Linked DNA regions of Cricetulus griseus: region 2 is linked to region 1. Evidence: chromatin contacts called from public Hi-C data. All regions are on one chromosome and are shown on one strand. The core of a region is the stretch at or near the end of the contact, and the rest is flanking DNA. Distances in the headings are between cores, read along the strand shown. Region 1 overlaps Grhl2 (grainyhead-like protein 2 homolog). Region 2 has its middle 82 kb from the start of Znf706.

Region 1 (6,575 bases), core at 2,400-4,899:
ACAGAGATCTGTCTGCCTCTGCCTCCTGAGTGCTGGCATTAAAGGCTTGTGCCACCAATGCCGGGCTGTTTTAATTTTTTTTAAGATGACTTTTCTTGCCAGGAAGTGGTGACGCACGCCTTTAATCCCAGCATTTGGGAGGCAGAGGCAGGTGGAACTCTGAGTTCGAGGCCAGCCTGGTCTACAGAGTTTCAGGACAGCCAGGGTTACACAGGGACTCCGGTCTTGAAGAAAAGAAGTTTACAGTCGTATAATGTACATCTGTATATCCACTAGGTTTCTGTGGGAAAGTGCTGGATATCTGCCAGCTGTCCCCATGGGTCCACGCAGGAGTTCTCATTCTTCACACGGCTGCTGGTACCTCCCCGGAGATCCGCTGTACAGTGGTTTGTGAACTTTCTTCTTTTTCTCCCCCCAGATTTTCATCACAGTGAATTGCTTGAGTACAGACTTCTCCTCCCAAAAGGGCGTGAAAGGACTCCCTTTGATGATTCAGATCGACACATACAGCTATAACAACCGCAGCAACAAACCCATCCACAGAGCGTACTGTCAAATCAAGGTCTTCTGTGACAAGGTGAGCCGAGATGACAGCCTGTCAGATGACAGCCTGTTGTTAGGACTAGGTGTCGCTTTTAACGGCGTTCCTCCCTTGTCACTGTTCCTTGACTAGCGGTGACTAAAGAATCATTTCTCGATCACATGCAAGTGGAAGTCTCTCGTTCTCAAGTCCTGTTAGATATGTAAGGAGTCACCCGCCCACTGCCCTTTGTTTTGGCTTCTGTTTTCAGACTGCCATTTCTACCATTCATTTAATGACTGGTGTTGCCCTACGGCTTAGTGCTCAGATCACTAAAACAAAATACCATGGGCTAGGTGGTGTGAGCATCAGAAGCTTACCCTTTACAGTTCTGGGGATTTGAGACCCACGACTGAGGAGTGGGGTTCCTGTGAGGGTCATTTTGCTTGCTGCCTGCCCCCTTCTTACCTTGTCCTCACATGGGACAGAAAGATAAGAGCTCTCCTGTGCTTTGTGTCTCTTCATAATGTTAGACCCCTAGAAAGCTCAGGCCTCCAGGATCTCAGCCCAGGACCTCGCTCACCCCAATCACCAGGCAGATTCGAAAGGTTGATGCAAACTGCATGAGGCTTTATTGTTGTTTAACGAGTTAACCCCGTGTTAGCTCGGGTCTTTCACCCACAGCCATGGTGGATGGCTAGAAAAGACAGCTTGAACTGGCTGCATAGAGATCTTGTAGGGCAGCGTAAGGGGAGTGTCTAGGGGTACGCACAGGCTCAGGATTGGTGTGCCTCCAGGCTTGGAGGGCTTGCCCTGTGTTGATTGGTCAACTGGTTGTTATGGCCCATAGGCCCTCCCAGGGTGGTTGCTATGCTCTGCGCGTCATTGCTGTGCACTTGTCCGTAAAGCACACCCAGAGCCGTAAAGCATAGCACTACCAGCTAACTTCTGATTGGTTCCTTGCCACGAGGCAGGCATCTGACCTTAGTGACTAAGACAAGGTCAGACAAGCACATGTTCAGCTGTTATGGCTGCCAAAATGGGGAGCTGGTCCCTTCAATAAGGGCACAGGAATCATGAGGGATCAGCCTCATGATGTCACCGGTGTTAAAGGCTTTACTTCAGACATGAACTCTCTGGTCTGGAACAAGGGGAGCGTCTGTGCTTTGGTCGAATACACAGCTGAAATGACAGATCTAGAACAGTCACAGGGTGTGGATACTATCTTAGAATACATCAGTGTAATCCTGACATTTGATGTGTTGCCTGGGGCCTCACCTAGACTTTTGGGAACAGCAATCACACCTACAAAATTAAGTTCATCAGTTCTTACACACTCAGCGCACATAGTGCTCTCATCTCCTGATACTATAGGAGAGACATAATAGTTACAGTAACAAAATGTAAACTCTGAGGGTCAGTACAAGAGATCGCCCAAGTGTAAGTGGACCCCTGTAAGAGATTGACCCAACTGTAAGGGCAGCATGGATCATTTGAAGACCCGTGTGATACCAGCTGCTTAGAGGGCGAATAATGGAGCTGCTTTACAAAAGAGAGATTGCACAAGGTGCTCACTGCAGAGCAGAGAAGTGTGGGACGGCACATTCTGCAGGCCCGAGTTGATGGGTGTGAGCAAACAGACCGAATATTGTCATGTTGTTTTCCATGAGAAGTTACACAGTAAAGTTCTGTTCCAGGGAGAAGTCATGTTCTGGGGGAAACTGGTGAGGGTAAAGTCAACTCCTGGAGAGCTCAGAGCTGTCTGTCCTGGCACTCACTCTGTAGACCAGGCTGGCCTCGAATTCACAGAGGTCCACCTGCCTCTGCCTCCCGAGTGCTGGGATTAAAGGTGTGTGCCACCAATGCCCAGTTTATGTAATATTTTCTTCCTTCCTTCCTTCCTTCGTTTCTTGCTTGCTCTGGAGGGAGTGCATTTTATATCAAGACTGTTTTGTCTGTGATAGTTTCAGGCCATTTCTAAAGGTTGGAGGTTGCCCGGTGCTTTCTATGACACTGTCTCTTAAATAGCTACTTGGGGTTGGGGGGGGGCTATTATTAATATGGACCGAGACCTTGGGAAGAAACTTAGGCCTGGATGTCCCACGAATGTCACTGTCTAGGGCGCTGTGAATACACGGTGCTGGTGAGTTCTCCCGAAGCCGGAAGAAAGAAAGCAAGAGGAAACCACCTTGGGATCATGAGAGGAGGGAAATAAGCTAACAAGCAGCCAACAAGAAAAATGAACAGCAAATCATGCCGGCCGTGAGGGACGGCTGGTCAGCTAGTGAAGCAGGATAAGGCTTAGTAAGTGGCCTTGAGTTTGGCCAATAAGAAAGCCCGATTACGAACAGCAGGCGTGCCGAAGGAAGTGGGTGCACGCTTCTGTGTGGTATGAACACCGTGTTCAAGCATGTAGGGCGACATTGATGCTCCCGTGTGCAGAGTGATCCCTCACCTTTGTGTGGCTACACCTCAGAGAAGAGCATGCCTTTATTTCTTCCTGTGGTGATTATTTTTAAAGTTCATAACCGTAAGCAGAGAAAAACTTGCACAGAGCGGGTCATATGCATCTGAAAGCTGTCTGTGCCTAGGACCCAGTGTGCCAGTGCCTAGGCCATTCTGTTAGAGTGACACTGAGCTAGAAAACTAAGCTGGTTCTTTCCACATGGATTCGAAGCTCAAGTTCATAAAATAGGCCTGAGACAGGGCTAGGAGGCAAGCTGGGTCGCTGGCATCTCTCACAGGTCAGTGTGTAGCATGTAGACCGGAGGGTTGCACTTGCAGGAGGGAGCTGAGGCTTCCTGGCCTCCTTTCCTTGTTTAGTTTCCCATTTTTATGGTGTGTGTGTGTGTGTGTGTGTGTGTAAGAGAGAGAGAGACAGACAGAGAGAGAGAGCACATGTGCCTGTGTGTGTGTGTCTGTCTGTCTGTCTGTCTGTCTGTCTGTCTGTCAATATCCTTGCACGCTCTGAGAACATACCCCGCTTGGTCTCTGTTTTCCCTCTCAGGGAGCAGAAAGAAAAATCCGTGATGAAGAGAGAAAGCAGAACAGGAAGAAAGGGAAGGGCCAGGCCTCCCAAACGCAGTGCAACAACTGTGAGTCACCCCCACCCCCTGCCCAGACTGCTAAGGGGAGACTGCAGCCAGCTGGGTCCTTTGAGAAGACAGACAGAAGGAAGCAGGCTACAGGGGAAGGTGCAAAGCTAGTCTAAGACATGGCCTGCTTTGCCCTGGCAGAAGAGACTGGGTGCGTGGGTGGGGTGTCATTCATAGGCAAGCAAGCAGGCGTCTTAAGCTCAGGACTCAGGGCGTGCAGCAGGAGGTGAGAAGCCTTCCATCCACACACAGTACTTTCTAGGAGCCCACAGTTTCTGTTTTGTTTATTGGGTCTGTTTATTGAAAGCCTTGTCATGTCGTGGATTTTGGCTAAGGCGGATTGATAGCCGAGACTTCTCAGACACACGGAACCCTGTTCACCGGCTTTGTGTTTGCACGCAGCCTCTGATGGGAAGTTGGCCGCCTTACCTTTACAGAAGAAGAGTGACATCACCTACTTCAAAACCATGCCGGACCTGCACTCGCAGCCGGTACTGTTCATCCCAGATGTCCACTTTGCAAACCTGCAGAGGACTGGACAGGTAAGACCCATGCTCACACCCTCCTGTCGCCCGGCGCGCCCTTGCTGGTGCTCGGGAGAGAATACTGACTAAGGCAAACAAAGAAAATTGTTGACAGAGCAACAGGAGAAAGCTAATCACCTGCCTGGAAGAAGTTGTGTTTTCCTGCACGTAGCTGACTCTATCAGGGCGCATATCGCCACCTAGTGGTGAGAAGTAAAACTGCATCAATAACGTCCCACACCAACCCAGCGGGGAGAAATTGAGACCCTGTCAACAATTTTTTTTTCTTAGTAAATTAATAGCTCTCATTGACTGTATAGATCAATTTGTCATCTGAATGATGAAAAAACATATGTTAGATCTTCCTTCATAAAACTAAGTCCTATGGTTATGCCTCCAAATGAAATGAAGGACTTAAAACCAAACAAATGTTCAATAATAGTTGGGTCATGGTGACAGTTTCGTTATGCGGATGCTACAAGTTTAATGATGAGAACTGCGTATCCACAGGAGAGCTAGTTACGATGTTGCTCGATTAAAAACAAAATTAGGGTACCAGTGTGTCTGTGCCCTGTGCTCCGAAGCCACTAATTGAGCTGCCCACTGGCCTCGTATGTTAATTGATGGCTGAGCCCCCCCCCACACACACACACACTCCTTTCTTCCTTAAGGTTGCTTAACTGTGTGGAGAAAAGAGGTTTCTTAGCACCCACCAGATCTGTTTTTGGCCACACTAACTGAGATTTTTAAAAATTTATTTATTCTTATATTATGTACATCGACGTTTTGCCTGCATGCATGTCTGTGTGAGGGTGTCAGATCTTGGAATTACAGACAGTTGTGAGCCGCCATGTGGTTGCTGGGAATTGAACTCAGGATCTCTGGAAGAGCAGTCAGTGCTCTCAACAACTGAGTCCCCTCTCCAGCCCTTCTGGCCATTTTTTTTTTTCTTTTTCTTTTTTAAAAAAGCTCCCAAGCATGTAGCTGTACTTCACATGAAGTGAGGTCCCCATATCTTCCAGAAGGGCAGTAAATGAGTTAGACTGTCCTGCTGCTTGTCACGTCTCTGATTATCACCCTGACAGCCTGACGTAGTCCCTTGGCAAGATCTCTCAGAATCTTTAGGAAGATAGTGCCCCAGCCTGGCTGGCCTGACAATCTCACTCATCCCCTCAGTGTCATACCCAAGGCAGACTCTGAGGAGATGTGTGACCTTTTAGAGTTTGTCATCCTCACCAAAGCGGCCTAGCGGCTTGGTACTGCTTGGCCTGAGCCCCATTCACAGTACCTTTGGGTTCCCTGTGACTCTGGATTCTGAGTGAGAGAGTCAGAAGGGATCCTGCCTAGAGGTCCTGGCTGTCCTGTGAGCAGCCTGTTGTCAATCGCTTTGCATAGCAGAAGGACAGGACATTGGCTAGCTGGAGCTTTTAAAGGTTGCTTTCTGGGAAGAGCTAGATGCTACTAAGGAGGTCCCTGAGAGGCAGAAGAATGTCACACTGAATTTTGAGGTGGTGAGAACACAGTGTTAACATTTATGGCCTACTGTTTAAGAAGAAACAAAATCCAATATAGCAAAAGTCATAAAAAAAAATCAGAACAAAAGAGTTCTTATACATATCCAAGCTGATGGCTAGAATGATTCAACCTGGGGCATTTCAGGTAGCTGTTATACACCTAGGCCTGGGATTGGCACACACCCCACCCCCACTCCCAGTGCTACTGGAAGCCTCTGAGAGGATATGGGAAGGGAGTAGCCTGCCCATTCCCAGCCACAGTGACAGCATTCGAAGAGATTACATGGATGTCCTATACTGACTTGGCTATTCTTGTCCACCCAAACACAAATGTCTCCACAGCACACAGATACAATTCCCCAAAGGCTCACTGTTAAGCTTTAGAAGTAACAGGGGCAAGAGGCTACACTTCCAAACAGACCCTGTACCCTGCCCCATCAGTTCAGAAAGAGGCTTCCCATTTTCTTTGCTTCTTCTTTTTTTGGGGGTGGGGGTGGGGGAGGTTTGAGACAGGGTTTTTCTCTGTGTAGCCCTGGCTGTCTTGGAACTCCCTCTGTAGACCACGCTGGCTTTGAACTCACAGAGACTCGCTTGTCTCTGCATCTGCCTCTGTGCGTGCCACCGCTGCCCAGCAGGAGGCTTTGAAATTTCTTTAATTCTGATTGTGCTCAACACTGAGCTCTCTTAAAGACACTTGTCCTTGGGGGATCTTCCTTTTGCCAGGGTGACCTTTACAGTCTCAAGATGGCTAATGAATGAAAAAACCTGAAGTGAAAAGAGGGGACGTGACCAGTTCTAAAGTAGCATGGAGAAGACTTTTACTGTAAGCGTAAGGGAGAAAACAGGCAGAGAGAAGAGGCCAGGCTGAATATGGCCAGCAGACCATGAGAGGAGAGAGGGAGAGGGAGAGCCAGAGAGGAGT
Region 2 (7,453 bases), core at 1,955-4,454, 170 kb before region 1:
TCAAGTGTTTTTCTGATTATCAGAATCAGGAATGATTCTGCCTGTGACCCCCCTGCTCACTAGGAAAAGAAGACATGGCCACTCAGCCACAGTAGTCAGGGGCTGGGTCCTGCACCTACACAGGGTTCCAGAGTCAGTCCCGTCAGAACTTCTCTTCCCATCTCCACGTTCAGTGACCTGGTAATGGCACTGCTAATATTGCTGGCACCAGGGGAACCAGAAGATGCAGAGCATTGCCTTTGGAAGTGCCTATTGCTAGATATTTGCCAAAGCACCACAGACAGAAGCCCTGAGTGCTGAGAGCAGGGTCCAGTGGGGAATGCTCAGGGATGGGTCCTGGGAGGGCCTGACATCCCGTCAGTCTTCACTGACCTCGTCATGCTGTAAGAAAATAACCCAGGAGAGTGGCTGGCCTAGGGGGCCTATTAAAGAGAAAGCATACACAGTGCTGTGTATACAGAGCACAGACACAGATCCCCCAAGCCAGGGTAAAATGCTGGGCTCTGTAGATTGCATGTGATCCCAGCAATGACGAGATGGGAGTCAGAAACAGGGCCATCCTTGGGAGCTCAGACAGGCTTTGCCTGCTTGGGGCCTAGAAACTTTTTTTTCTGTCTCAAACAGAAGGTAAAGGGTCTGAAGAATGACACTCAAGGTTGTCCTCTTACATTTACTTGTGCAACACACATTCTAACCCACCTGTGTGTTCACACACACACACACACACACACACACACACACACACACACACACACACACGTTAATTTTTTAATCATAAGGCCTCCTTTGATCTGTGATCATTTCCATTTCTCTTGGGTCTAAACATCAGAGAATAAAAGAAAAAGAGGTGAAAATTTTACTCATAAAAGAGTCCTAACCAGTATTAATAGAGGAAGGAGGGTATGGAATCCCTTAGTTAACAAGTTTTTGTTGTTGTGAAGACATACCTATAGCTTTCCACTCGAGTCTGTGTCTGTTTGGACATCCCGGTAGGACGTATGGGAATGAAATGAGTATTTTCATTCTGGGTGAGTTTGGATGGAGGCAAATAGTGAAGAAGTCTAGAACTTAGTGTTGGAGAGAGTCCGTCTGTCTACACTATCCTTGCTCCTGCTCCTCTGACATCTAAGTGTTTCCCTCCAGCTGACACTGTCCAACCTGAGCCACACAGACAAAGTAACACCCAGGAGTGTGTCTTTCTTAACATTTTTCTCAGCAGAAATGTACTGGCTTTCTTCTTCCTAACCCTTCTTCTACTCAGTCTCCAGGCCTGTTACACACCGTCTTTACATCCAAATCCCAGACTTATTAAATGATAAATATCTTGTCATAGAAAGGTTGATGCTGAAAATGTCAGCTCTGAAATGTCAGAGGATTTTGATGTTCTCACAGCAACGTTAATTGTCTCCTCTCAGCCATTTTAGTGTTCTCGAAGATGGAACAACATGTCTCTCCGAGAGACGTTGAGTAGATTCATCCTAATTAAGCTACAGGGTTCCTCCTTTTCCTGGCTGGACACAGAGAAGACTTTGTTGATTGCATGGAACAAGAACAAAAAGGCTCTTTGTGGCCCCGATGGGAGAAATCTGTGCCTGGGAAGTGTCACGAGGAGAGAAACGCTCCTGTAAAAGCCACAGCCAGCTACCTCTGCTCATCATGAGAAGGCCTTGTGGCTGGAATCTAGACGGAACCTTCCATCCACGAGTTGTGTCTTGGAGGTTTAGTGTCAGCCTTAAAGGATGGGACATAGTGAAGGGTCATTAGGTCTGGTAGGTGCCGTCCAGAAGAGATGAATGTCGTTCTCAAGGGACTCTGGTGAGTAATACTGGAAATGGGCTACTGTGGCGATATCTTTCTTGCAGAAATAAAGCCTGTCTGGGGGTCAGAGGATGGAGCTTGCCCCTAGCTAACCATAGAGGTCTGGAGGTCTGTACAGACAGACAGGAAGTGACGTAGCTGGGCAGAAACAGGATGTAAGCAGGGAGAAACAGGAAATCGCTCTCTTCTCTGCTGAGATGATGAGGAGGTAAGGTGTGGCTGTGGTTTGCTCCTTCTCTCTGATCTCTCAGCCTTTCCCTCCATATCTGACTCTGGCCTTTTATTTTCTAGACCAGTGAAGAACAGGCCTGCCAGGGCTACATAGTAAGAGCCTGTTTCAAGAAACAAGCAAGCAAGCAAGCAAGCAAAAAAACTCACCATTCTGAGGGCCCAGGTTAGTATCAGTGAATGAGTTCACACTATTGTGAAAAACGGGCACTTTATGAATTACTCAGTCCCCACCCACTCCCAGCTCCTGTTCTTTCTGTCCCTCTGAAATTGACTAGGATTTTCATAAAAATAGAATGACACACTGCTTGTCTCTTTGTCACTGGCTTACTTTCCTTGACATAAAGTTTCGCCTGTGTTTTACTGATCGTCGTAAATTCTAAGGTTGAGCACTGTTCTAGTTTTTATTTTTTTTAAGATTTTATTTATTATAGTACAGTGTTCTGCCTGCATATATGCTTGCACGCCAGCAGAGGGCGCCAGATCTCATTATAGATGGTTGTGAGTCACATGTGGTTGCTGGGAATTGAACTCAGGACCTCTGGAAGAGCAGCCAGTGCTCTTAACCTCTGAGCCATCTCTCCAGCCCCCCAGGGTGGTTTTGAACTCGCAGAGATCCGCCTGCCACCACCGCCCAGCTCCAGCAATATTCTTTTGTATGTGTCTGGACCACATTCTGTTTGTACCTATGGTGGTGGACACTGTGTTTTTAAGCTACAGAGACCGATGTTGTGAGTATGGATGTCCAGATTCTTTTTGATACCCTGCTTTCATTTCTTCTGAGACTCCTGGATGTGGGATCGCTTGAGGCGTGTGCACATTGTATGTGGATGCTACCCCTCAGAAAAATAAACTTACACACTGATGGATGGTGTCACCACTAAAGGTTCCTGTTACAAGTTGTAGGGTCAACCTGGCCATAGAACATTGTAAAGCCTCCTGCTGGTTTGTGTTTGTCACTAAGACTAAGGAGGTGTGACCCAACACAGGCAGTTGTACATTATATAGCTGGAAATGCGCTGGGCAGGGACAGTGATCAGGGCAGCCCCTGACCTGTTTATGACTAAGTTCCAGGCTCGCCTATCACATGGTCATGCAAATGAGTGGTTTGTCGGTCAGTATTTGTGTTTCCAGCAACTGCAGGTAGGTGGAGACTTCACACCAGCGTCTTCACTTCAGCCTTGGACAGGAATACTTGGCAGGGCTGGTCTATCTACAGCCATGGAGTAGGTGGATGTCATAGCAACCTCATAGGAAAAACTGGGAGGGCCTCCCGAACACACATACAAAGGATTTCTCCCAGAACTGTGTGTGTGTGTGTGTGTGTGTGTGTGAGAGAGAGAGAGAGAGAGAGGGGGGGGGGAAGGAGGGAAAATGTGTGGGGGTGTGTGTGGGGGGGGGAAAGGGAGGGCGGGAGAAAGAGGTAGAGAGACTAATTTAAAGCTCTCCATCAAACAGAAACCTCGTTTAAAGTCAGCTCGCCCTAGAAGGTCTCTGTGTGGCCTGTCAGCCAATCAGACTGTATTGTGACTTAGTTAAATAGATACTTTTTAACAACACCATGACATGAAAGTGCGGCTCAGCCTCGGCCCTGTTGACATTTGGAGCTGGAGAAACTTTGATGTAGGGAGCTGTGCATTGTGGGATATTCAGCCACATCCCTGGTCCCCACCTACAGTGGCACTCCAACCTTGGCTGCAATCACTAAGCATCTCCAGGTACTGACAAAGGTCACGTGAGGGCAACCCAGCTCCCTCATTAAAAATCACTGCTGAGAAGGAATGGGGATCTTGAGCAAAGGAAAGAACTCTTTGGTTTGCGCGTTTGTTTTTGTTTTGTTTGTTTTTTGGAGCAGGGTTTCTCTGTGTAGCCTTGGCTGCCCTGGAACTCCCTCTGTAGCCCAAGCTGGCCTCCAGTTCAGAGATCCACCTGCCTCTGTCTCCCCGAATGCTGGGATTAAAGGCGAGCGCCACCACTGCCTGGTTTAGGAGACAAAATTTTAAAGCAGAAAACACCAAGGTTCTTCGTCCTGGTTAAGGCTGATGCCGTTGTAATTCTCAGAACCCATGCATCACCACCACCTCTGTCCCCTTAACTTTTTTTTTTTTTTTTTCCTGAGATAAGGTCTCACTCACGATGTAGCCCGGGCAGACCTCGAATTCATGGCCATCCTCATGCCTCAGCCTCCTGAGGGCCAGAGAGACATGTATCAGCGGGACAGCGGGCATGCACGAAGCATTGCCTGGCTCTACATGGGAGCTGTGCCCTTGGGCATTGGTCTACTTTCTTCTCAGCGCTCACAGGGCAGGTTATCCTGAGAGCCACCTCCTCCGCTCTTCACCAAGATGTGTTCATGGTAACCAGTCATAAGCATAGCTTGTTCATTAACGCATCACACCGCGCACCACACTTAAGATAGCCACAGCCGCACACCTTTAATCCCAGCACTTGGGAGGCAGAGGCAGGTGGATCTCTCTGAGTTCAAGGCTAGCCTGGTCAACAGAGCGAATTCCAGGATAGCCAGGGCTACACGGGGAAGCCCTGTCTCTAAAACCAAACAAAAAAGAGACAGCCACAGACAATCCTAGAGTGTTTCCATTCAAAACCGGGCTGGAAGCATGTTCTAAGCACCCGTGGATGGAAAGGGAGGTTGTGTCGCTGCTGGGGCACCGAGGCCTGCTTTGAAGATTGACAGGGAACTTTGGCCCAGACGTGCAGTCATCTTCTTCTTCTCAAGCCCCCTGGCGACTATCCCACGTGTGTCTTAAGTGACAAGTGATGGAGGTCTCCCCTGACTCCTCCCCCTCCCGACTCTCTCCACGCAGCCTCTGTTTTCATCAGGATAACGGGACCCAGCCCCACGGTGTGAGTTTGCAGGCAGGGGAGCCACCCCGGGGTGCAGCCCCCGCCCCGTGGCCCGGCTCGCCCACCACTGCCCCGCACCGGGCGAGCCGCCATCTTCCCATGAGAGGAGTCGTGTAAACAAAGGTCTGGGCTGGGAGCTTGGCTCGCACTTAACGGAGGATGTGTGCCGGCTTCCAGCTCCTCGGCTCACAAGTCTTAACCACTGTGCAAACTGAGCTGGGCTGTTTGCTTAAGTGGCTTTATTGACTCATGTCCCGCCTCCCGGGCAGGTGGCCTGGCGGCCACTCCGTCCTTATTCCGCCTGGCTTTTCCACCCCAGGGCCACCGCGGTCTCCCTGCTGAGGCGGCCTCTCTTTATTTCATTTCGGGGAGGGGAGCGGAGGGGAGTCCTTGAAGAGTCAGGCCCAGGTGTAGTATTTCTTTTTTTTAAACAGGCGTCATTCGCTCTAGTCGGGATTTTCAGCTGGCAGTGGGGTTTGTTGCCTAACAGGTGCTTTTCGCTGGTCCCTCTTGAAGAACGCAAGGCTGACCTCTGCAAGCTGTGCTTCCCAGCCCTAGTGCCTTAACTCTTGGTGACCCCAGGGCTTTATTTGTCAATGGCTTCCAAAGAGGCCTAATGGGTCATTAAGATGAGCCACAGACCTCCTCCAAACCTCCCAGGGAGCCTGGCTTCGCTGTGGATTAAGCTCAAAGTAGCAACCTGGAGGTGGGGGGTGGGGGAAAGAAACGTCCAGAAAAGATATTCCTTGTTCATCCTGACGGCATTGTCATTTACCATGTTTCCACCCTGAGTGCTCTTGCTGTACTTTGATAGACAGGGAGAGGGGAGGGCCGGAGAGGTCATGTGATTTACTCAGTCCCTCATCGAGCATGAATTAGAGGCCAAGTCCGTCAGATTCCAAACCGGGCACACATCAGCTCTCTGTGTGACTGAACACTTCACTAACCAGCCAGGAGAGAAGGAAACCCCACCAGACCCGAGGGAGTGGCGTCGGAGCCGTGGTGTTGAGGGTGGCTGGTGCTGCCACGGGCAACTCGGCAGTTTCTCGTAACAGTGTGGAGTGATGGCCTTTCTTCTCAAGGGCCACCTGATCCTGTGGCAAGTGAAGGAAGTTGGGAGCAGCACACGTGGGCACACATAGCAACACGCTCACACACTCCCACACACCCGTTATACAAACAGATACGTCTGCATGCATGCACAGACTTATACTTAGACCATACATATCCATGCCTTTGTATACATGCACACACATATATAATAAATACATATATATACATATATGCATATTCATGTAGTCCTACAAATTTATGTCCACATTGGCTCCATGTACACACACATGTACCCTCAGCAGATTCACGCACCCACCCATGCTTACATACCATCTTCACATATGTATACAGGAACTCACGCAATCACAAGTGTCCCACTCACAGAAACTCACACGTTCACACTTACAAATTCCTTTACGCACACCCATGCCTTCACACACACATACACCTTCCCCTTTTTGTGCTTTCTGAAACCAAGTATACACTCTGCTGCAAGGTCAGGGGGTCAACACCCAGCACCCATTAACTGATGGTGAACTGAGGTGAGCTATAACTTTCTGAAGTCACCTGAACTAGTCCTAGTTCTTACAGTGAGGACCAGACATCTATTGCAAAGAAACCTGGTCTCTACTCTGACTTTAGTTGCCCCTTGGTATTCATGGGTCAGGTGCTTGTCACCAGGCCCTTTTCACAGATCAACCCTTGGAGCCCTGCTCTCTAGCTCCGAGTAGTGTAACCAATGTCCTTTGTTTCCATTTCTTCGCCTATACAATGTGGCTAATGATGGTACCAACACCAGCCTTATAGAGTTACGAGCGTTAAACAGACTGTTATATGTGAAGCTGATGGGCTAGGTGGAACACACGTGTTTGAAACTATGAACTACCGATGGCTTGGTTTGCTCCCTGTTTTTAGCCAGTGACAGCGAATGTTAACCTCTACCTCGGTTAGAGACCTTGCGATGACAATGTCTCTAAGGAGACACTTGCCTCTGAGCGCTTTCACTTTGGATGGCTGAAGTCTCACACCCTCACACTTGAAAAGTCTCACACCCTCACACTTGAAAAGGCGCGATGCCTGGGGAGTTGCTCCTGCATCCTGCCTGGTCTCAGGGCGTCCTTGACCCCCTTGGATGATCAGTGATAAACCAGTTACCCTGGTCAGCAGGGCAGCATCCCTGGGGAGATGCCAGGGTTTGCACTTTTAACCCTGCCCATAACTGTTACTACCTTTTTGTGAAAAACTGAGAAACCTATTGGAGAAGGAGCCACACAACAAACAGTATTCCATCTCTATGCTCAGTTTCCAAGGGCAGAACCCTAAGATGGAAACGTTCCTTCTTAAAGTCCTGGAGAAGCTGTGAGGTTGTTTAAGAACTCATAGGCCAATGCACTCTGCTTCCTTCTCTCCCCAACCCTGCCCTCCATCAAGGCTGAGACAGGTGTCCAGATCATTGTCCGGATACCTTCCCTTCCTCCTGGCCACGTCA

Evidence for each region. Hi-C and Micro-C count contacts between places; a contact is called where the count stands out from the background.
Region 2: a contact with region 1 is called in a Hi-C map of liver, with 4 times the contacts expected there. The contact joins two enhancer-like sites. A contact is called at or near these places in 3 of 8 Hi-C or Micro-C datasets (the CHL-YN cell line, fibroblasts and liver).

What each region holds. Positions count from the first base shown.
Region 1 is chr10:14,276,200-14,282,774 of CriGri-PICRH-1.0, reverse strand. Grhl2 (grainyhead-like protein 2 homolog) reads left to right here. Exons shown (of 16, transcript XM_027431486.2): 9 at 419-577; 10 at 3,528-3,615; 11 at 4,018-4,157. Among named protein-coding and RNA genes, the nearest start is that of Grhl2, 65 kb to the left of the region's middle. Within about 2 kb of position 3,649, at least 1 of the 6 cell types and tissues checked has open chromatin away from gene starts, as enhancers often do.
Region 2 is chr10:14,446,547-14,453,999 of CriGri-PICRH-1.0, reverse strand. No RefSeq gene overlaps it. Among named protein-coding and RNA genes, the nearest start is that of Znf706, 82 kb to the left of the region's middle. Within about 2 kb of position 3,204, at least 2 of the 6 cell types and tissues checked have open chromatin away from gene starts, as enhancers often do.